6 separate regions of the Mus musculus genome follow, and regions 1, 2, 3, 5 and 6 are each linked to region 4. Evidence: chromatin contacts called from public promoter capture Hi-C data. All regions are on one chromosome and are shown on one strand. Each heading gives the region's core, a stretch centred on a gene start, on an enhancer-like site or on the middle of the called end of the contact. The rest is flanking DNA. Distances are from core to core; before and after follow the strand shown. Region 1 holds the start of Dennd2c (DENN/MADD domain containing 2C). Region 2 holds the start of Chd1l (chromodomain helicase DNA binding protein 1-like). Region 3 holds the start of Fmo5 (flavin containing monooxygenase 5). Region 4 holds the start of Gdap2 (ganglioside-induced differentiation-associated-protein 2). Region 5 holds the start of Prkab2 (protein kinase, AMP-activated, beta 2 non-catalytic subunit). Region 6 holds the start of Tspan2os (tetraspanin 2, opposite strand).

Region 1 (3,165 bases), core at 276-2,775, 2.9 Mb after region 4:
TCCTGAGTGTTTTCACTTTCTGCACAGGTAGCCGTGAGCTTAGGTGTGCCCCTTGGGACGTGCTCATACTAGCTGTGGGGTAAGACTCCTCTTCCCCATTCTTGAAGTTCAAATTGCTTTTCGGGGAATATTTATCAAGGACCTGATTTTATTTCATGTTGGCTTCCTAGTCACTAAAATAATACAAATTACTATGTATTATCTTCAGACTTAAAGGACACCTCTCACCATTAGGTGTAGCTCCATCCTACCCATGAGAGGGCAGTAGAACACATGCATGTTAATTAACGTTCATCTTGGAATTCAAATCTTCATCCTGCTAAAGAATCTTCGTGGATGCAAACTTCAAAATGTAAATCTTAAAAACGCTGTTTTAGTCCCGAATTTCACCTTGTACAACTATCTGTGATACTTTCCAAACAGACTAGATTAAATGCCACTTGTGTTGGCTCAGGACTATGCTTGCACCCCAGAAGCAGGGGTAGGAGGATAAGAAGTTTGAAAAATAATAAAGAACACACATGTCTACATTTAAAGACATACACATTAGGTAAGGGATCAATGGAGTTTGCAATGTATTCCAAACCATATTTACATTTATTTCCTCACTGGAGTATTTTAAAGGAATTGTCAATACTTCTCCCTCAGGTAGAAAGTAATCCTTTTACTGTCCCCACCTCATGTCCCCACCTCATAGCTTCACAAGGGATTGGGACTTTTTTTTTTTTTTCCAAGTCTTGGTTGAGTTGGCTGGTGACAGTCATCCGCGATGTGTAATTAAACACCTCTCTGTGGCAGTCTTCTATTTTGGTACCTCTGTGTGAACAAGCCAGGGAAGTTTGGTTACCAGACACAAGGTCGGATGGAGTGGGTGGGGTGGAGTGGGGCGGGGCGCGGTGAGGTGGGGCAGTTAGATCGTGCTGGGAAATAGGTTCCACTCATCCCAGTCTCGCAGAGTGAAACTGGGCTATTCTTGCAGCAGGCACAGAGCCATGTGCATACCTGAGCAAGATCGTGTGGTAGGGAGAATTTAAGCGTGAGTCTCAAGTGGGTGTGGCAACCCAGTCGGCACCCGGACTAGGCACCAAAGGCATCCGGCTTGTGATTCCAAACCCGGGGCCAGGTGCGTTATTGGCATCTCTTTACTAGCTGGCATTCCCGATGAATGTTTGCTCCCTGAGCTGCTTTGGGGTTTTCTTAAAGAAGTTGCTGTTTGGCTCCTCTGGTTCTACTAGGCTCTGCCTTGCTGTAAAGGTCTGTCTCGTGTAGTCGCACAGACCGTAGATCCGGAGATAGAGCTTTGGCTCCAGGCCTGGGCAGGGGCTGCACCGTGGAACCAGCGCGGTGCAGCGCACACTGGTACCCCAGCGCTGGGGGCGGAGAGACCGCCTGGCGTGGGTTCCGAGCCTTGAGGAGAGCCCTGGAAGGACAGAGCCTTACTGGGTGAGCTCGGGGGCGTGCCCAGGCAAAAGAGGGCGTGTCTTAGCCTGGAGGGCGGGGACTGCGGAACCTGTGGGGGCGGGACGAAGATGTGGGCGCTGGATCCCAGAGGCCACCGACGCGAGTCTGGGATCCCTGCGCGAGGCGGCGTCGCGGCCCAGGCAGGTAGGCGACGGGATGCAGCGAGGGAGTGGGGCCATGGGGCCTCTGCCGCTCAGCTGTTGGCGTCGCCCCATGGCGTCCCGTGTGTTCGTGGTCAGCCGAGAGCTGGGTACCTCGGGCCAGGGGAAGGCGGGTGTCAGCCTGCGAGCCGCGGGCGCGGTCGGGGGTGCAGGGCCGGGGAGCCCAGGCGCTCGCCGCCGCGAGGAAACGCGCCTATCAGGCGGTCTTGAACTTGGACGTGCCCGGACGGAGCACTTCAGACAAGCGGTAAAGCGTGTGTTCGCGCGCTTTGCTTCGGAACTACGGGGCAGGCACGATAGAGGAAGTCGTCAAGTAGTTTTTTAAGATAAAATTCCTACAGTGGGACTGGAGTAGGACTGTGGAGTAACCAGGAGAGAAGATGATGATTAGATTGTGAGTCAAAAGGCTTCGCTCTGGAGCTCAGAGCCGCAAACAAACCGTCACACCTCCGTCAGGGTTAACTCTAAGAGGTGTGTGTCCCCGGAGTGCAAAACTGGGACGCTCATGGGTTCTCATGTTCTGAGAGGAATGACAGTGTTCTACAAATGTCAGGCATTGTTGTTTGATACACACACACATGCACCCCGGAGCATGTGTAGTTTGTAAAACTACTAAGTGCCTAGTACAGTAGGCACCCTGGTAAACCTTTATCCCAAAGCTACTACTGATTCGCCTGTATTGTTAGAGAAAGTTCTAACTTCTGTTTACTATGTAAATAAGTTATCTAAGCGTCATTTCCACATAATCACCATTGTTTGAAGAGCAGAGCTATTCTTAACTGAGTCATGACATTTTCTAAAATAGCATGCTATCTGTATACCGTAGTGCAATCATTTACCATGAAGCTTGTACCAATCAGAAAATCTGTTACTTTGCCTTAGATTAGCTGAAGGTATTTCATAAAGTGAGCTGAGAGTACTGCCTCAAAACAAGACTTTTATTTTGCAAATTCAGGGGCTGCTTATAAAAAGATCTGAGTTCTCTAAAACAAAGTTAATGTGTGGCTGTGGCATTTGTACAGTTTTTATTATAGACATTTGTGTTCTCTACTTGTGTGTGTGTGTGTGTGTGTGTGTGTGTGTGTGTGTGTGTGTGTATTTTAGGGAGAGATGGGAAATTTAAAAAGGAATAGCAGTCTGTAACCATGAGGTTTCTACTAGGGATACGTAAGAGTGATCTGGAGTATTTTCAAAGACAGAAACCAGCAACTGTAGTAATTGTGTCTCAAGGCCTCTTGTTAGTCTGTTAAATGTGGCAATTGACTTTTTTTAGATGCAGAAATATCAGTGTTTTTGATTGAGAACAGTAGGCAATTTCTTTCCTTTTCTTATTTAAAATTTAAAATTAGGGCATGTTTGTCACCAACGTGCAAAGAATCCTGGGTTCAATCCCAGTACTTCATAACTGGGTATGGTGGTGGTCCCATCCCACTCAGCATAAGAGAGGTGCAAGAAGGGACTCAGAAACTCCAGGTCACTCCTTACTATGTAATGAGTTTGAGGCCAGCCTGGGATAGTGTGACTCTGTAAAAAAGCAAAACAA
Region 2 (3,273 bases), core at 96-2,595, 2.6 Mb before region 4:
AGGCAACTAAGAAAAGCTAAGAGCAATAAAAGGGGTCTTCTCTAGGGAGGAGCACACCAACTGGCTGTCCAGTGCCAACCAGTCAGCCCTGAAACGTACATACAAGTGACACTAAACACACTGAACTAGTATATCTAGGAGTATTTATGTACATAGGTATAAGCATAGGATAACGATTAAGTGGGGGGAGGGAACATGGATTTGAAGGAGAGAATGGGAGGGTTTATGAGAGTGTAAAGAAGTAAAGAGGAGGTGTAACTATAATCTCAAAAATAAAAATTTTAAAGTTGAATATAAATGGAAAATATTAATATGAACTGCTTGTCTTTCACTTCGCCCTCATCGTCATCTGCCCCTCCTCTAAGCTAACGGAACTTTTTTTTTTTTTTTAAAGAACGAGTCTCTCTATTACATAGCCCTGGCTATCATGGAACTAGCTGTGTAGAGCAGGCTGACCTTGAACTCAGAGATCCACCTGCCACTGCCTTCCAAGCGCTGGGTTAAAGGGTGCGCCACCGCCTGGCAGAAAGGCACATTTTGTTGCCTTTCCAAACCCTCACCTTTTGGTGGTACTTGGCACGTGTAAGTCAAGCGCTTCCTTATGCTTTCAAAAGCACGTATCCGCTAGTAAAGAAACTGGGTCCTAGGGCCGCTATTTATTTTGTTTATCTGCTCCCCATACCCCACAGTACTCTCTCGACAGCAACAAATAACGACCACGAGGTGACAACTGGTGAGTCATTATGACTTTCCGTTACACCAGCACTACATTCCCAGCAGACACATAAGGAAAGGAGTCTTGGGATGTGGAATAGAGAGAACGCCGCAGGATGAGGATGCTCCAGGTCCACTGGGGTCTGCAGGCCGGCGGTCTCTAAATCTGGAACCTACAAACTGAGGTCTACACATCTGGAGCCTACACACCTGGGGTCCACACATGTGGGATCCCCTCACTTGGGACTCGTAATGGCAAGTGGGCTTAATACGAAAGCACAAGAGGCACAGGACAGGACAAACTTTGCTGGGCAGCGCAACTTTGAGAGTTCATTAGGGAGCCGCAACAAGTGAGTGCGCATGCCCAGTCGGCAGGGAAACGCAGACTGGGAGGAGCGAGAGCGGCCGGGAAGCTGCTGGCTCCCCCGCTGTCCCCGCGTAGGCCAGCGCTGCCGCGCGCCTTCCCGGCTCCCGCCCGCCCCCGGGCGTCCCCGGCCCGCTCACCAGTCAAGCCCCACTGCTGTAAGTCCGGTTCCTGCACCCGCGTCCGAAGCGGCTCCGGCCCGTGTTCGGCCGGCAGCGCCTGCAGGAAGCGCGGCAAGCCGCTCGCCATCCCGAGAGGCCCCGCGCCTTCGCTCCCGCGCGTGCGGAGTACAACGCACCGCCGCCAGAGGGCGCAGCTCGCGCGCCTTCCCACGCTTCCTTAGCACGCAGGTGCGGAAGACTCTGGTCTAAGTGTGCGTCTGCGACTAGGACCTAGAGGCTGCCTTTGCTAAAAGCTCTGACTCCTAACTTGGGTTGCTTGGGTAGCTAACAGCAAGCTCAAAACTTGGCAAGCTCCCCACCCCCCCTTAATTTCTTATCTGTCTTCTTTAAACTTTGGGTCCGATTCCTGAGCAGCTTTCCATGTTTTCAGTTACGATGCACATGCCTAAAAACTAGTACTACAAGGTAGATACGTCTTATATTATCTAACCTTTTTCTTCATGTATGACTAAAAACACCAAAATAAGATTAACTTTATCTCTTAAAATGTGTAGTGACAAGATACATTCAAAGAAAAGACCCTGGTGGTACATTCCTGTAATCTCAGCATTGGGGAGGCTGAGGCAGGAGAATTTGTGAGTTCAGTCTAGCCTGGGCTGCAAAGCAGGAAGGTGTCAATAAATAATAAAGATCAAAGCTCAGTTAGCAGAATGCTTGCCTCGAATGTACCAAGCCCTCGGGTGGGGCATGAGGGTGAGCACCTGTAATCCTAGCCCTAGGGAGCTGTCGGCAGGAGGACCGGAGCTCACGGTCAGCCTCAGCTACACAAGTTTGAAACCAGCCTAAGGTGCAGTAAACCTTTTCTTAAAAATAAAGTGCGAGAGAACTTCCCCCCCCCCCATCCCCTCAAGATTCCAAGAGTAGCCATTCAAACAGAACATCTATGTGTGATAAAAACAAAAACAAATAACAAATAACTAATGGCCACGTTGTCCTAAGAAGGACCAAGGCTGGCCCCACTATGCAGAAGTAGTCCTCTAATGACTAAGGGACTTTACCCATCCCGTTATACAGACTTCTCCAGGAACACACAGAACCAGAACTGAGGTACAACCAGATCAAGAGGGGAGATGTCAGATACACCAAGGTCATCGCACCCCTCTGTGATCAATTATCCCGTTATACAGACTTCTCCAGGAACACACAGAACCAGACCTGAGGTACAACCAGATCAAGAGTGGAGGTGTCAGATACACCAAGGTCATCGCACCCCTCTGTGATCAATTACGTTGAGGTTAAAGATTAACTCAAAAAAAAAAAAAAAAAAACAGTTCTCAGTGGGTACTTGAAGTTTCTTGTTTATAATATGAACTACTAGTGGGCTCTTACAAGAACATAGTGTGTTATCTGTCCCTTACCAGTGGAACTGAACAAACTTGCCCCCGTTTTCCAATAGAGCTGTATTGAATACAGTCCTTTTTTCACTAGTCGTTTTTCCATTTGATTGGGGGGGGAGGGGCAAATGGCTGGACCTGGTTTGTTGAGAGTCCCCCCAAATCAAAACTCTGGCAGCACTTCTGACCGTACTCTTGAGTCCCCAAGTCACTAGAAATGCTTACCAAGGGTTGGTTTTGAGTATCAGCTGTTATTTAACCAACACTGCCATCGTGTGCCTCGTGTGCCAGATTTCCCCTGTACTGGGGAAATAGAATTCAGTTAACAGTCCAGGCAGACAGTGCTAAAGCTGTAGCTGGAGGCACTCCGGTTCTCCTGAAGTGCTTTCCACTCACTTATAACCGCTTTCTTCCCCTCCATCTAGGAATAAAATTAAAATTGGAAAGAAAGTGATTGATGCCGACCAAAGCCATGGGCGTTGCATAGTGGGGCTGGACTGACCCTGTAGGCTAGCTTGTCGGTGGCAAGGCTTCCTCAAACTCCTGAGAGGAAGGTGTGACTTTCAAGGGCTTCTCTGGAGTGATTTTGCATCTGGTCTCTCTGTCTCACTTCCTTCTCCCCAGGTTCTAATCTGCTAAAGCAATGCAGTCAACCACTCGCCACTTATTCAAAAGCATT
Region 3 (3,072 bases), core at 88-2,587, 2.5 Mb before region 4:
TTAATCTTCATTGTCAGCTTGGCAGACTGTAGAATCACCTAGGAGATTGGTGGGCACAACTTTGGGAATGTCTGTGAGAGCATCTCCAGAGAGAATTCAGTGCAGGGCAGACCCAAACTGATTATAGGCAGTTCAATCCCATATGGACTTGGAGGCTCCATGCACCCACGATGTGGTAGAGTGTCATAGGTTCCCACTCTTCCTGTTTGCTGTGTTTCCATTCATGTAGACACCGTACTTGGCAGGAGTCTTTCTGAGACAGCAAAGGATTCTCCAAGTCAATGAATTATTTTAAGCAGTTATTTAATAAACAACTGCTTAGTTAAAAAGCAGTTCAACTAACAGGTAACAGCTGGTGTTAAGAAAAAAAGAACAACAGAGAAGTGAGGGAATGGGAGAAGGGCTTGTTGCAAAATCCCTCAGGAGAGAGTTGTGTGTGATGGGGAGCCCTTGCTGGAGCCAGCCTGCTGGGGTTGCATGGCTGGCCTCCCTGCCTTGCTCCGAGTTTTCCAACTGCACGCTGGAGGTGATCATAGTCATGCTTGCTTCCTGGGTTGGCTCAGAGGGTTACATAATTGATTTCCTTTATGTCATTTGAACTATATACAGTAAACCCTCATGTTGACCATTAGGCTGGAAGGGAGATACTGAACCCTGAACCTTCAGAGCCAAGGATCTGCGTTGGTCGCAACCAAACCGTGTTGAGCAAAGTCAGTACACCGGAGTAGTGTTATGCAAGGCCGATAAGGCTTCAGACACAATTCATGCCTTCTGCAAATGTACATTTACATACTGCTGTGGTGCATGAATGCTATAGCTATCTGACAGTTTTACCCGATTTTACATTTGAAAAATTTTAAGTTACATTTAACTGCCCCCCAACCCTCTCTCCCCACCTCCCACCCCCACCCCCACCCCGTCAGCTGAGCACACTGCAATATCAAATTCCTACTGAGGTAGTGGGCTCAAAGATCTGGTCTCTGAAGAGCGGAGAGGAGCCAGGACAGAGCACCTGCTTGAAGGGACTCTGGGAAGTGAACTTTCTTCTTAATGCGGAGCCAGGGTTGCTTCTGAAGGGCTGAGTTTAGCCGGCCCTTATCAATTTGAAACAAAAACAGGAAGTTGAAAGTGAACAAACACTGAAAGAAAAGTGGGAAGGGATGGAGCCTGGAGGGTCGCTCTCCCTATGCGGGTGCTGCTGAGAAGCCGTAGATTAAAACATATATAATATCATTGTTTTCTTCCCCAAGCATTTTTGAGCTGTTTCCTTTGCGTTTACGGAAGAAGGGTGCACGCCCTTGGGTGGGCGGGATAGGAGGTGGGACGGTACAGCCCCTCCCTATTGGCCTCTGCTGTGTTTATATGAGGCGCGGCTGCTCTGCCCTGAGTTACAGCCCTGCTTAGCTCCGAACTAGTGTAGCAGCGCCCTGAGCTGGTACCTCCCCGCGCCACGGTCCCCACACACCTCTTGTTACATTTGTTTGTGTGTCTGGGCCCAGATCTTTTCTGTGGCCTGATGTGTGTTCACTCTCTCATGTCTTTCTTTCTTTAGGACAAGTGACGCAGACCCAACCAGAGAAGCACTCTGGTGACCATGGCCAAAAAAAGGATTGCTGTAATTGGAGCAGGAGCTAGCGGGCTCACCTGCATCAAGTGCTGCCTGGAAGAGGGCTTGGAACCTGTCTGCTTTGAAAGGTCTGGTGACATCGGAGGACTGTGGAGATTCCAGGTAAATCTTCTGAGCCCCTAAGACTTGAAGGACTTGCAACACCCTACCTACTACCAAATGGGCTGCGAATTCCACCTTGGCAGTGGTCAGATTTAAGGCTCCTCTCTGTAGGCTGCCTGCAAAGTGAAATGCAAATGTCACTTATTTCCCGTTTCTGTTGCCACGAAAACCAGACCAGGGGTTTTGTTTGCTTGTGTGTTTCGCTGCTATTCAAAAAAAAAACAAAAAAACAAAAAAAAAAAACAAAAAAAACGGGAAACAATCCGTGAAGTGGAATAGCAAACATTAGGAGTTCCCTGTATGTCCCTGGCTCCTGAAATATAGATTGAACCAAGTGTCTGTTTGCCATGCCTTCAATCTTCTTTTCTATTATAAGCAATTCCTGGAGTGGAGCTGGAGAGATGACGCGGCAGGTAGACCACTTACTCTTTCAGAGGACCTGAGTTCAGTTTCCAGCACCCACAGGATGGCTCACCAGCACTGTGAGCCCAGCTCCAGGGGGCCCAACACCCGCTTCTAACTTCAGACACCAGGTGTGAACATAGCACATAAACATGCATGCAGGCAAAACACTTACACATAGAAAATAAAAATAGATACATCTTCTTTTAAAATCCTGGGGCTGGGGAGATGGCTTTTCTAGAAAATACTAAGTATTTGCTGCAGGAGCAGGAAGCTCTGAGTTCCCTCCTTAGCACTCACAAGGAGAAAGGGAGGGAGGGAGAGATGGAGGGAGGAAAGGAAGAAAGGGAAGGGAAGGGAAGGGAGAATCCTAGTGAAGCAACATGGCTTTGTAATCCCAACTGTGGGGACAGTTGCAGAGCAGTCCTGAGACTTTCCGGCTACCCTGCAAACCAGTCTTCTAGCTCCAAGTTCACTAAAATGTCCTATCTCAAATACATATGGTGGGGAGCAGTTTAAGGGGAACACCCAACATTGACCTTTAGCCTCTACGTGTACTGCAGACACACACAGAAATCGGGGCGGGAGGAGGAGAGAGACAGGACAGGGACAGGGAGACAGAGACAAGAAGAGAGGGAGAGAGACCATGTACACACACACACACACACACACACACACACACAAATTTTCTTCTCACTTAAGGTAACCCTGACAATCCTAGTCTTTGAACAGAATATAAAAATAAGATTGCCCTGTTTGCTTTAAACTTTTCCTCCCCTGGAGAAGAGAAGGTCAAATTCCTCAGCCTTTGCTCCTGTCTCTAGCTCTCTCCTTTAGTACACTAGATTTCACTTGAACCCTACACATATACAACGGGGCAAGGTGCTAATAAGAGTTTAAAATACTAGCTGGGGCATATGTATCAAAAGATGGCCTAGTCG
Region 4 (3,081 bases), core at 465-2,964:
AGCAGAACCGGTCGACAAAAGTAGAAGTTAATAATGGCTAAGAATAATAACCCATGAAAACGAACACACCCATTTAAGCAAACTCCTGCTTGGCTGTGACTTTCAGAACACAACAGAATCTGGTGCTAGCCGTCTAGAAAAATAAAAGGGAAGTGATCTCTTGGGGGACTCACACACAAATGAGTGCAGGCAGGTCAGTCAAGGCTCTCCCACTTCACCCTTCCAAGAGTCGGTGTCATTTAACGGTGTCCATTTCTTATTTCTGACTTACCTTCTCGCCTTTCCTTAAGTCCCAGATAAAAACGTGTTCACAGGCGGGTACTGCCACATAGCGTCCTTTCTCACCACGGAGTGTCACAAAAACAATGTTACCTTTTTGGCTGCCAATCAAGCCAAAGACAGCACTAGCCACATAGCGCAGATACTGTTTAGTAAGCCCCATGCTGGGCTGTCTGATGACACCGGGAAGGCAATCTGTGTAAATAAACAAAATTCAGTTTTTGCAATACAATGACTCTGCACAGCTAACAAACAGGAACCTTTTTTTTTTACATGATCAAAAGCATGTAACTTGGCACAGATGGTAAAGTACCTGCTGTAGTACCCGCACCCACACATAAGGCCAGGCACAGAAAAATGCAGGTCTATGACCCCAGCACAGGGAAGGCAGAGAGAGAGATTCCTGGGATTCGAAGAGACCCTGTGTGTAGATCAGAGGAAGCCCAGAGTGAATGGGTCCTGCTGACATGAATGTAGCCATGTCAAGGACTTCAATGCCCCAGACCAATAGGAGAGGCATCATGGTCCTTTGGTTCAAGTGGGATGTTTACAGTGTTCCAGAAAATGTTCACCATAGCCTTCTTCCCTCCCACCACACCACCATGTGTACTGACTGAAGACTGCTCCCCACAGACTGTCCCTATTGCAATTAGATATTATCTCTATACAATCACCCTGTCTCCTTGTTCAGTTGTAAGCAATAATCCCCTCTTCATTTTCAACTGTATATAATAAGCTCGCAGAGCTTATGGGGCTGCTGCAGTTCCTCTATCCAAAAGCTCAGACCAACCGATCTCAGCTTTTATGCATGTGTGTTCATGTGTCTGCCTTTTCTACCCAGTTTTCTCTTCCCTGCACTTTCATCTCCAGTTTGTCTTCAACGAGCTGCTGCACTGGTTTTCTATCTAGCACTTCCACGTCCACGATTTTCGCTTCAAGTCATAGTAACACGCTTGTTTATCGTTTTCACATGCACTGTACCTACCCGAGGGCTTTAAAGCTTATTTCTCAAATAACTTCGCTTGTTTTCCTTCCTGCGACCTGGTCACTCTCAAACTATCCCCCGCACCTAAGTTTCTATTGCACATCATCCCCGAAATAATCCAAGGAAATCGGGCAGTTCCAGCAGCCTCGCACTCCGGCCCGGGGGCAGCGCGCGGCCTCTGGGTTCTGCGATGCAGACGGCCGCGGCAAAGGGCTTCTCCCCGGCCTCCCTAGTGCCCTTAGCGCGGAGTCCCTCGCCGCGTCGGCTCACCGTGAACACCACTGTGCGGGGAACCGCGCCCCGCGATCCCTAAAGAGCCAGCAACACTCACCTCACTCTCCACGAGGCTCCAGCAGACAGCGCTGCCTACGAGACCCGCCACTTCCGGTCCGATTGGAAGTTTCTTCCGCCCGGCGTTTCCCTTACCTTCTAGGCGGAAGTGACGGCAGAGCGCTGTGATTGGGTGGCGTGGCGGAGAGGAAGCGGGTACCTTCGCTGTCAGATCGCTGTCGCCAGTCACCCTGGCCTCTGGAGACCGGTTCGCTTCAGCCTCCGCCTCTGGCAAGCAAAGTGTACGGATGTCATCCGCCTGAATTCTGCCACGGATCTGAGTGAGCTGCGGGCCGCCGCCCGGATGGGCCCGCCCGAGCGCTGTGAGAGAAGGGCGAAGCCGGGAAGGGAGGGCGACACAGTCGGGTGCGGCGGCTGGGAGGGATTGGGCTGGCGGGTCCTCCCGGGCTTTGGGCTTCGCACTCAGGGTAGGTTGGGTCGCCAAGCTCTGGGGACGCAGGTCCCCGGGATTTGCTGGGACGCGGTGCTGCGAGCAGCCCTGCGGGTGGCGGCTCTAGCAGAGTCCAGCCCGTCCTATAAATCGGGTTCCCTGTGGTCAGACGCTGAGCCCAGGATGCTGAGTTGTAAAAAGACCCCGCAGTCCCTGGAGTGACATTGACCTGGCTTTGTGTTTCCGCTTTCAGGTCACTTGAGAGGGAAGTGACCCTGGGCTTACTGGTCCTTAATTGTAGACTGAGACTGAGCCACTCTGTTAACGAGGAAATTAGCTTTTCTTCTCTTGCCCCCTTTTATCCTTGGGCTGGTCTAGAAGTTTTAGAAACGAGGTCTGATGTCTGTAGCTGTCTATATAACTGTACGTATAACTATACAAAAGAATTGATCCCTGCCATGGTTTACTGAACCTCTGTAGCCAACCTAGAAATTAGACATGTAGACAATTGTAGCTGACAGGTAGACTTGTCTTCCTTATTTTTTTTTTTTTTTTTTTTTTTTTTTTTGAGACAGGGTTTCTCTGTGTAGCTCTGGCTGTCCTGGAACTCACTTTGTAGACCAGGCTGGCCTCGAACTCAGAAATCCGCCTGCCTCTGCCTCCCAAGTGCTGGGATTAAAGGCGTGCGCCACCACGCCCGGCCTTTCCTTTTTAATTTTAGCTACTATTTACTGGGTAAGATTTTCTTAGTGATTTAAAACATGTCCAGCTCATCCTCTGTGTTTAAGAAAATTGTTTTGAAAGAAGAATCATTTGTAGTGGGTTGGATGAAAAGAAGGCAAGAAATCGTGATGATAAATTTATTCCAGGCTGGGGAGGAACATTTGGATAGATGTGTATGGACCCTACCTCCTGTAGATGCTGTGCATTTCCTTGTTAGAGATGGGAGATGTGTGCTTTGGTGGGGAAACAGTTTAGAAGATTTCAGGCCTGCCCAACCTTTAGACATTGCCAATTGATGTTGTCATCTTTGGTCGTGGGATCAAAGCCAGGTTTTGTCCACAACTTTAATACCAGCACTGGAAAGCCAGCCTGG
Region 5 (3,121 bases), core at 188-2,687, 2.5 Mb before region 4:
CTATGTAGTTCTGGCTGTCCTGAAACTGGTTCTGTAGAGCAGGCTGACCTTGAACTCACAGAGATCTGCCTGCCTCTGCCTCTCAAGTCCTGGGATTAAAGATGTGCCACCATGCCCGGCTCAGTTCCCTTTTTTTATTCCACTGCTTTTAACTACCTCGTGATCTGAAGTGGCTGCTGGAGCTCTGGCCATTCTATGGACACCCTATACACAAAGAAAGAGAAACGGAGAAATTCTACTTACCATTTCCCCCTATCTATCTATTAGGGAGGCTAAGAAATGCATCTCTGTGGAGACAGACAACATCCTAAGGTTAGAGTCAGTGCTTCAGTAAAGAGGAAGGAAATCAATGTTAAGGTAGACCTCCAACTCTCTTTGCTACCTCACTGTTCCTTTTGAGTAATTACTTTCATTGTTTAAAATGTTAATCTATGTTTGAGTGTTTTGCCTACATGTTTGTATGTGCACCTGAAGGTGTTGTAGCGCCTGGAACAGATGATTATGAGCCACCTTGTAGGTGCTGGGACCAAACCCGGGTCCTCTAAAAGAACAGTAAGGGCTCTTAACCACTGAACCATCTCATCAGGGTTTATGACTTCTAATGGCTTTATGGTCGGCCTCATCTCACCGATCTACACACTTGTCTAAGATTCTGCCAGTGCTAATGACTGCAAGACCACTGAAACCTCAGTGGCAGACACGCTACTCTCACAGGACACCTCTCACTGTCTCAGCTCACTCAGTCTCTCCTGTGTCCAGAGTTCTTTGACCCCACTGGGCCCTCCATCAGCCTATTTTATCTTCACTTCCAGCCGACTGGTTTCAAAACGCTAGTCCAATAGTATATTCCCAGCCTACCTGTGCTCTCACTCATTAGCTGTTTGCATTAATCCACACAGCTAATCACAGTAACAGAAAACACCGCTTTGATGAGTTTGGGCATCACATAGAAGTAAGTCTTCTGCAGTAACTGCCATCACGTGTCTAGTCAATTCTCTGTCCTACTTTTTATTTCATGCCTCCTGGGACAACTAAAAAGGTTGCTTGGTAGAGGCGTACGCGGAATATGAAAATGTGGATCCACTATGCACCGCTGTCCAGTCGTTTGAGGTGATCCTGTTAAAAGTGCAGATTCTAATTCTGTACCTAGGGCACGGGGAGGCCTCGGATTCGGCTTTTCTAATAACCGCGTGCCCCATGGATAGACAAACTGCTTAGGAAGACAAGACGCCCCACTATCAAGCCCTGGGCGGACAGTTCACAGCCCTAATCCCGACCCGGACCCCACCCTCGGCCCCGCCCCAAGCCGGAGCTGCGCACGCACCCACCACAGAGGCGGTGCTGGTGGCTAGAGAGGCAGGCGACCCAGGCTGAGGAGGGGGCGGGGCTGGAGCGCAGGGGGCGGAACAAGAGGCTCGGTGGGCGGGGCCAGAGGCAGAGGCGGTACCTCGTCGCGGGCCTTGTAGCCATTTTAGGAGGAAACCCGGTTCGCTGGTTTGGGGCGCGGCTTCAATTTCAATAACTTTATTGGTCTCCTTGTACGCCGAACAGCCGGCGTGCGTGTAGCCACGCGAGCCCGGAGCGCATCGCCCGAGGTGAGCGGCGTGGGGGGTGTGCGGGACCGGGGCTGTGGGGCAGCGAGGGCTCCCGGAGCCGGTTCTCCGAGCCGAGGCGTCCGTGAAGCGGGTAAGGGAGGGGACCCCGGGCGCGGTCCCCTGCGGCGGGGATTCCCTTCCCGGGCGCAGGGGCGGGGCCGGGGCGCCCCTGACGCAGCCGCGGGGGTGTTCCCCGCCTGGTGTCATTCCCCGCGGCAGGTTGCCCCCGACTCGAGCTGCAGCCATGGGAAACACTACCAGCGAGCGGGTGTCCGGGGAGCGCCACGGAGCCAAAGCTGCTCGAGCTGAGGGCGGCGGCCATGGCCCGGGAAAGGAGCACAAGATCATGGTGGGGAGCACGGACGACCCCAGCGTCTTCAGCCTGCCCGACTCCAAGGTGAGGTAGCGGGGCTGCCGGCAGCTCCGCCCTTCTTGGTTCTTCCTCCTCATTCTCAAGGGTTATGGGCTTTTTAACTAGAAGGCTATTCCGCGGATAGAGATGCTGGGTGCTAATTCCTCCTAGATACTACCTCAAATTAGGATAGGGGCGCGGAGTTGTTTTCCTGCTGCTCAGAGTAATCTGTGGGCCAACCTTTTAGGACGAGTACCAAAAACCCATCCCCTGCCAGCCCCATCCTTGGATCTACGTGCAGGTTGCCCTCTTCCAGAGCTTGCAGGATGTATAGGTTGTGAGCGCGGGTGGAAACTTCGGAGGGTGCGTTGTCTGAGCTATTGAAAAGGGCTCAGTTTCTCACATTGGCCTCAAGATAGCTAGATGACTTCTCCCTGAAAATGTCTCTGTGTAGGTCTCCTTCTTGCTCTCTCTTACGTGTTCTGCATCACCTCTTCGATCCTCGTCCACCTTTGTATGGCTCTGAGCTGCCATCAGTTGATTACTTGAATACTTTCCCCTAGTCTTGGGGATCCATATAGGACATCATTTGGTTAATGGCTCAGATCTTTTTTTGAAACGTGCCGTTTTAAAATGTAGCTGTGAGCTTTGCACAGGAGAGCAAGTCACTTTACTTCACTCCTCAGAAGTACTTCAAAACGTTGCCCGGGGCTCAAAACCACCCTCTACTGACCTGAAGCCTTAGCTCTCAATTCCATAGACTTGGAGCCAGAGGCCACTTTTGGTCACTCAAAAGAAGAGCCAGATGGAGCTGACAGCAGTGTGATTGCTACCCTAATGTTCCTAATCACTTAGAAATGTCAGCATTAAATACATGTAATTTCTCCCGGTAGACTTTCTGGAGTGAAAAAGAAAACCCGGCCCTTGGGGATGGGGTGGGGTGGTGGACATTTATCACTTCCCAGTGAACTGAGGCTTAGGATAACAGAGTTTTATTTGCCACTTTGATGGCACATGAAATTTGAATTACACACCTTATTTTCTCCGATCGAGATTGAGAACGCCGTTAGAAAAGTGCGTCATTGAACCGGCCATTTCTTGGGGTTCCCTCTTCCCTGTTTCCTCTCCTCTAGGATTCCTCCTCATTTGGGCCCTGGACTCAGCCTAGATTTCC
Region 6 (3,262 bases), core at 418-2,917, 2.6 Mb after region 4:
TCTGTAGACCAGGCTGGCCTCAAACTCAGAAATCTGCCTGCCTCTGCCTCCCAAGAGCTGGGATTAAAGGCGTGAACAACCACTGCCCAGCTACTGACACCTATTTTACAAATTAGGATCAGGTCCAGTCTTCTTGAAAAGCCTTCCTTAGTCAAGGCAGAAGCAGTCTCTTGCCCAGCTCCTAGCCCACCCACCTCACCTTGTTCCAAAAATTTGCTTACAGATCTGTGCCCTCCAGTAAAGATGTGATAGCAAGCCTGGCATTCTTCTGGTGTCCCCAGGGCTTGCTACTATGCCTGGCCTATAATTGGCACTTAGAGTGTTGCTAAATTAATGCACAAGCTCCCTGATTTTACACTTTCCTGTCTCCCCCGTGCCGTCTGACACCACATATTGTAGACACTTAGTCAACTGAAGTGAATGCCCGATTCTTCACCAGTCGCCTAGCTTAATAAAAACAAAGCAAAACAGAACTCGCTCCCTTTCCCTGATCTACACATCTCAGTCTAGACCCTAAGAATCTGGACTTCTTTCAAGGCCCCCGATCTATCAAACCTAGCAGGATGTGAGTGAGAGGTCTGACTCCCTTTCCCTGATCTGGTGGGCTGGACTGGGCAGGGTGGGAAGCAGTGTCAGGGCCCAGGGCCTCCGCCTGGCGCGCCTACTCCCAGTTCTTGCCTATTAAGGTAACAGTCCTCTAGGAACGCAGCGGCAGGAGGGAGGGTCCCCAGCAGCGGCCTCCGCCCGCGGCCTGGGCGCTTGCAGGACTCTGCTTAACTGCAGCCCTGGACACTCTGCCTGGCGCCTCACCACAGAGTCTCTACCGGCTTCACCGATCCTATTAGCTTTACCATCTGAAGTCACCTCCCTAGGTTTCCATAGACACGCAGGATAACTTCAACCATCATCGAGGGCCTCAAGGGAGTCTGGGCACCCGGCACTGATTAAATGGACCCCGCGTTCCGGGTGGGCGCACATATGCTCGGATAGCTACAGGAGCCCAAGCCCACCAGCGTGGACGAAGGTGGTGCTACCTCCAAGGGCCGGAGCGGGTGCGTGGGACCGGGATCTCCACCCCAGGGCGCCCCAGCCACAGCCAGCTGGCCGCTCGCGACCAAATCCCCGCCCGCAGACCACGCCCACAGGTCACGCCCCTCCCAACCCGCCCCGCCCCTCCACCGGCGCCCGCCGCTCCCGGGGCTCGGCGCGGGCCTGGGGAATCGGGAGCCCGCCGCCGGGGTCGCAGCATGGGGCGTTTTCGCGGGGGCCTGCGGTGCATCAAGTATCTGCTGCTCGGCTTCAACCTGCTGTTCTGGGTGAGACCCGAACCGGCGGGCCGGTTAGGGGGCCAGGGTCCCCGGGGAGGTGACCGCAATAGAGTTGGGCCATAGGAGAGGGCAGGATGTTCAGAGGCGCTAAGCAGACAAAGAGGGAGGGGACATATGGAGGGGGATAGGACATAGAGAAGCTTGAGCTACCAGAGGTGATGAGAAGAGGAGACACGGTGCGATGCTCCCCCGAAAGAAGCCATCATCTTCGGCGGCATCGCCCGGCGGGTGGCGCCAGGTGCGGGGATCTAGCGGGCCCCAATATTCCGAGGGCTGGGGGCCTGGCGGCCCGTGCTCCCTGCATCCTGCTGTGTACACACACCCACTTCTCGCGCTGCCTTCTCTGGGGAACCCGGCGGCCGGGCCAAGGCTCTGGGAGGGAAATCCCTACCGTAGGGCTGCCTGGGGTGGCGCCCCAACCAAGAGTGTGCGGACACGCCGCCTGGCTCTGGTGGTTTGTTGGGAAAATAACGGACAGTAGAGAAAATTGAAAGAGTGGGGAAGATCGTCCTTTTCTTGGGCATTGGCGGGGGGGGGGGTCTTCTGGGTGGGCAGTGGTGGGTGCTCTTTTACGAGGGGTTGGAAAATGGAGGGATTTTGGAAGAGCAGCAACATCCCCCTAGGGTCCCTGCGTACAACCAGTACTCTTGAAATGATCTCATTCAACTTTGCAGGGTGGTGTAGACCTGGCAGCATTCCCTGGGTAGAGATGCATAGAGACAGCCAGAGAGAGTGCCATGGCCCCAGTCTACTGTGTTAGCAGGGCATAGTTAGAGGTGTACCATCCCTGGAATACTCTCTCCCGAGCCCTGGAAAACGGTCAGAGGCCCATTCTGCACAGTCCCTATTGGCCTTCCAGTAACAGAATGCCAGCCAGTGTAGCTGCTCAGATAGACCCTGAGGGAAGACACGAGTCTCGCTTCAGGGGATGTGGGTAACTGCAGGAGCAGAGATGCTTTGGGATGCTTTGAAACCACTGGACTGGCCGCGATGGTTGTCCCATCTGCTCTGAGGAGGCTGGATGGACGATAAGTAATAAATTATTGAACGATGGGCCTCACTTGTGACTACCAACCCATCAGCCCTGAAGCCTGGGTGACTCCAGCAACTCTAAGCTCTTCAGAGACTGCGTGGCCATGACCAACACTGGCTAGCAATGGACAGTCTGGAGGCAGTACCTGGGGACATCCCCTGTATTTTAAAAATACATATAGACTTTGTACAACTTGGCTTTTACACCCATCACACTCCAGGAAGAAGACTTTCTGAGCGCCCTTGTGCTGTATTGTTTGTTTGTTTGTTTGTTTGTTTGTTTGTTTATAAGTCTGGCTTAATTTCGAAGGCTGTTAATTATAGGTGCCATGTTGCAGTGACACCCGTTACTCTCACTGCTTACAACATACTTTGTGTGAGCCAGGGAGGGAAGTCTCTCAGGCTGGGTTTAGTGCTTATTTTGTGCCAGCTTCTCCAGACTTATCAAACCTTTGCAGTGGGTTAGGGACAGTGCGCATGTGCAAGCAGGGCATCCCCATCTTCATAGACGAAGACGTGGGGGATCAGATAGGTCCCACAGCTGTTGAGTGGCAGAGACAGGACTCAAAGGCTGCCTCCTCCATCTTCATCCTGTGGGAGGTTCAGTCACCCAGCTGTCCTCAGAATGTGGCTCCTGGGTCAACAGCATCAGGGCTCCCTGGGGAATTTTCAGAAACATATATTTTCACTCAGCCCGGCTCGCTGAATCAGACAGTGTTGGGGAGGAGCCCAGCAAGCTATTCTAGAAGGCATCCAGGTAATCTGAACCCACGGGCATGTTTCAGAATCACCATCAAACAACTACTAGATAGATGCTGTTCCCAAAGCTGCTACTACAGCTAAGAGAACAGCCCACAGAGAACAACAAAAACAAAGTAAGGCAGGGTGACCAAGTGACAAGC

Evidence for each region. Promoter capture Hi-C pulls out the DNA fragments that hold promoters and counts their contacts. Capture Hi-C pulls out chosen DNA fragments and counts their contacts.
Region 1: a contact with region 4 is called in a promoter capture Hi-C map of liver, with 5 times the contacts expected there. The contact joins the promoter of Dennd2c here to the promoter of Gdap2 in region 4. A contact is called at or near these places in 3 of 39 promoter capture datasets (hippocampal neurons, liver and pre-B cells).
Region 2: a contact with region 4 is called in a promoter capture Hi-C map of liver, with 4 times the contacts expected there. The contact joins the promoter of Chd1l here to the promoter of Gdap2 in region 4. A contact is called at or near these places in 1 of 39 promoter capture datasets (pre-B cells), 1 of 115 datasets of contacts at active chromatin or transcription factors (thymic regulatory T cells) and 1 of 9 other capture datasets (liver).
Region 3: a promoter capture Hi-C map of neutrophils shows a contact between it and region 4, with 3 times the contacts expected there. The contact joins the promoter of Fmo5 here to the promoter of Gdap2 in region 4. A contact is called at or near these places in 1 of 39 promoter capture datasets (neutrophils) and 1 of 115 datasets of contacts at active chromatin or transcription factors (thymic regulatory T cells).
Region 5: a promoter capture Hi-C map of pre-B cells shows a contact between it and region 4, with 9 times the contacts expected there. The contact joins the promoter of Prkab2 here to the promoter of Gdap2 in region 4. A contact is called at or near these places in 7 of 39 promoter capture datasets (the 3T3-L1 cell line, the C10 cell line, hippocampal neurons and 3 more), 2 of 115 datasets of contacts at active chromatin or transcription factors (bone marrow-derived dendritic cells and double positive thymocytes) and 2 of 9 other capture datasets (adipose tissue and liver).
Region 6: a contact with region 4 is called in a promoter capture Hi-C map of pre-B cells, with 2.9 times the contacts expected there. The contact joins the promoter of Tspan2os here to the promoter of Gdap2 in region 4. A contact is called at or near these places in 3 of 39 promoter capture datasets (cranial neural crest, hippocampal neurons and pre-B cells) and 2 of 9 other capture datasets (adipose tissue and liver).

The regions. Positions count from the first base shown.
Region 1 is chr3:103,101,134-103,104,298 of GRCm38.p6, forward strand. It overlaps Dennd2c (DENN/MADD domain containing 2C), which reads left to right and starts at 1,526. Exons shown (of 19, transcript NM_001384113.1): 1 at 1,526-1,605.
Region 2 is chr3:97,608,845-97,612,117 of GRCm38.p6, forward strand. Chd1l (chromodomain helicase DNA binding protein 1-like) reads right to left here and starts at 1,346. Exons shown (of 23, transcript NM_026539.2): 1 at 1,219-1,346. The coding sequence starts at 1,327. It also overlaps a transcript of Fmo5 not described here.
Region 3 is chr3:97,627,467-97,630,538 of GRCm38.p6, forward strand. Fmo5 (flavin containing monooxygenase 5) reads left to right here and starts at 1,338. Exons shown (of 9, transcript NM_001161763.1): 1 at 1,338-1,435; 2 at 1,553-1,729. The coding sequence starts at 1,595.
Region 4 is chr3:100,160,749-100,163,829 of GRCm38.p6, forward strand. It overlaps Gdap2 (ganglioside-induced differentiation-associated-protein 2), which reads left to right and starts at 1,715. Exons shown (of 14, transcript NM_010269.3): 1 at 1,715-1,917. Wdr3 (WD repeat domain 3) reads right to left here and starts at 1,659. Exons shown (of 27, transcript NM_175552.5): 1 at 1,596-1,659; 2 at 272-474. The coding sequence starts at 442.
Region 5 is chr3:97,656,775-97,659,895 of GRCm38.p6, forward strand. It overlaps Prkab2 (protein kinase, AMP-activated, beta 2 non-catalytic subunit), which reads left to right and starts at 1,438. Exons shown (of 8, transcript NM_182997.2): 1 at 1,438-1,595; 2 at 1,815-1,992. The coding sequence starts at 1,840.
Region 6 is chr3:102,733,750-102,737,011 of GRCm38.p6, forward strand. It overlaps Tspan2os (tetraspanin 2, opposite strand), which reads right to left and starts at 1,668. Exons shown (of 4, transcript NR_040588.1): 1 at 1,479-1,668. It overlaps Tspan2 (tetraspanin 2), which reads left to right and starts at 1,021. Exons shown (of 8, transcript NM_027533.3): 1 at 1,021-1,316. The coding sequence starts at 1,248.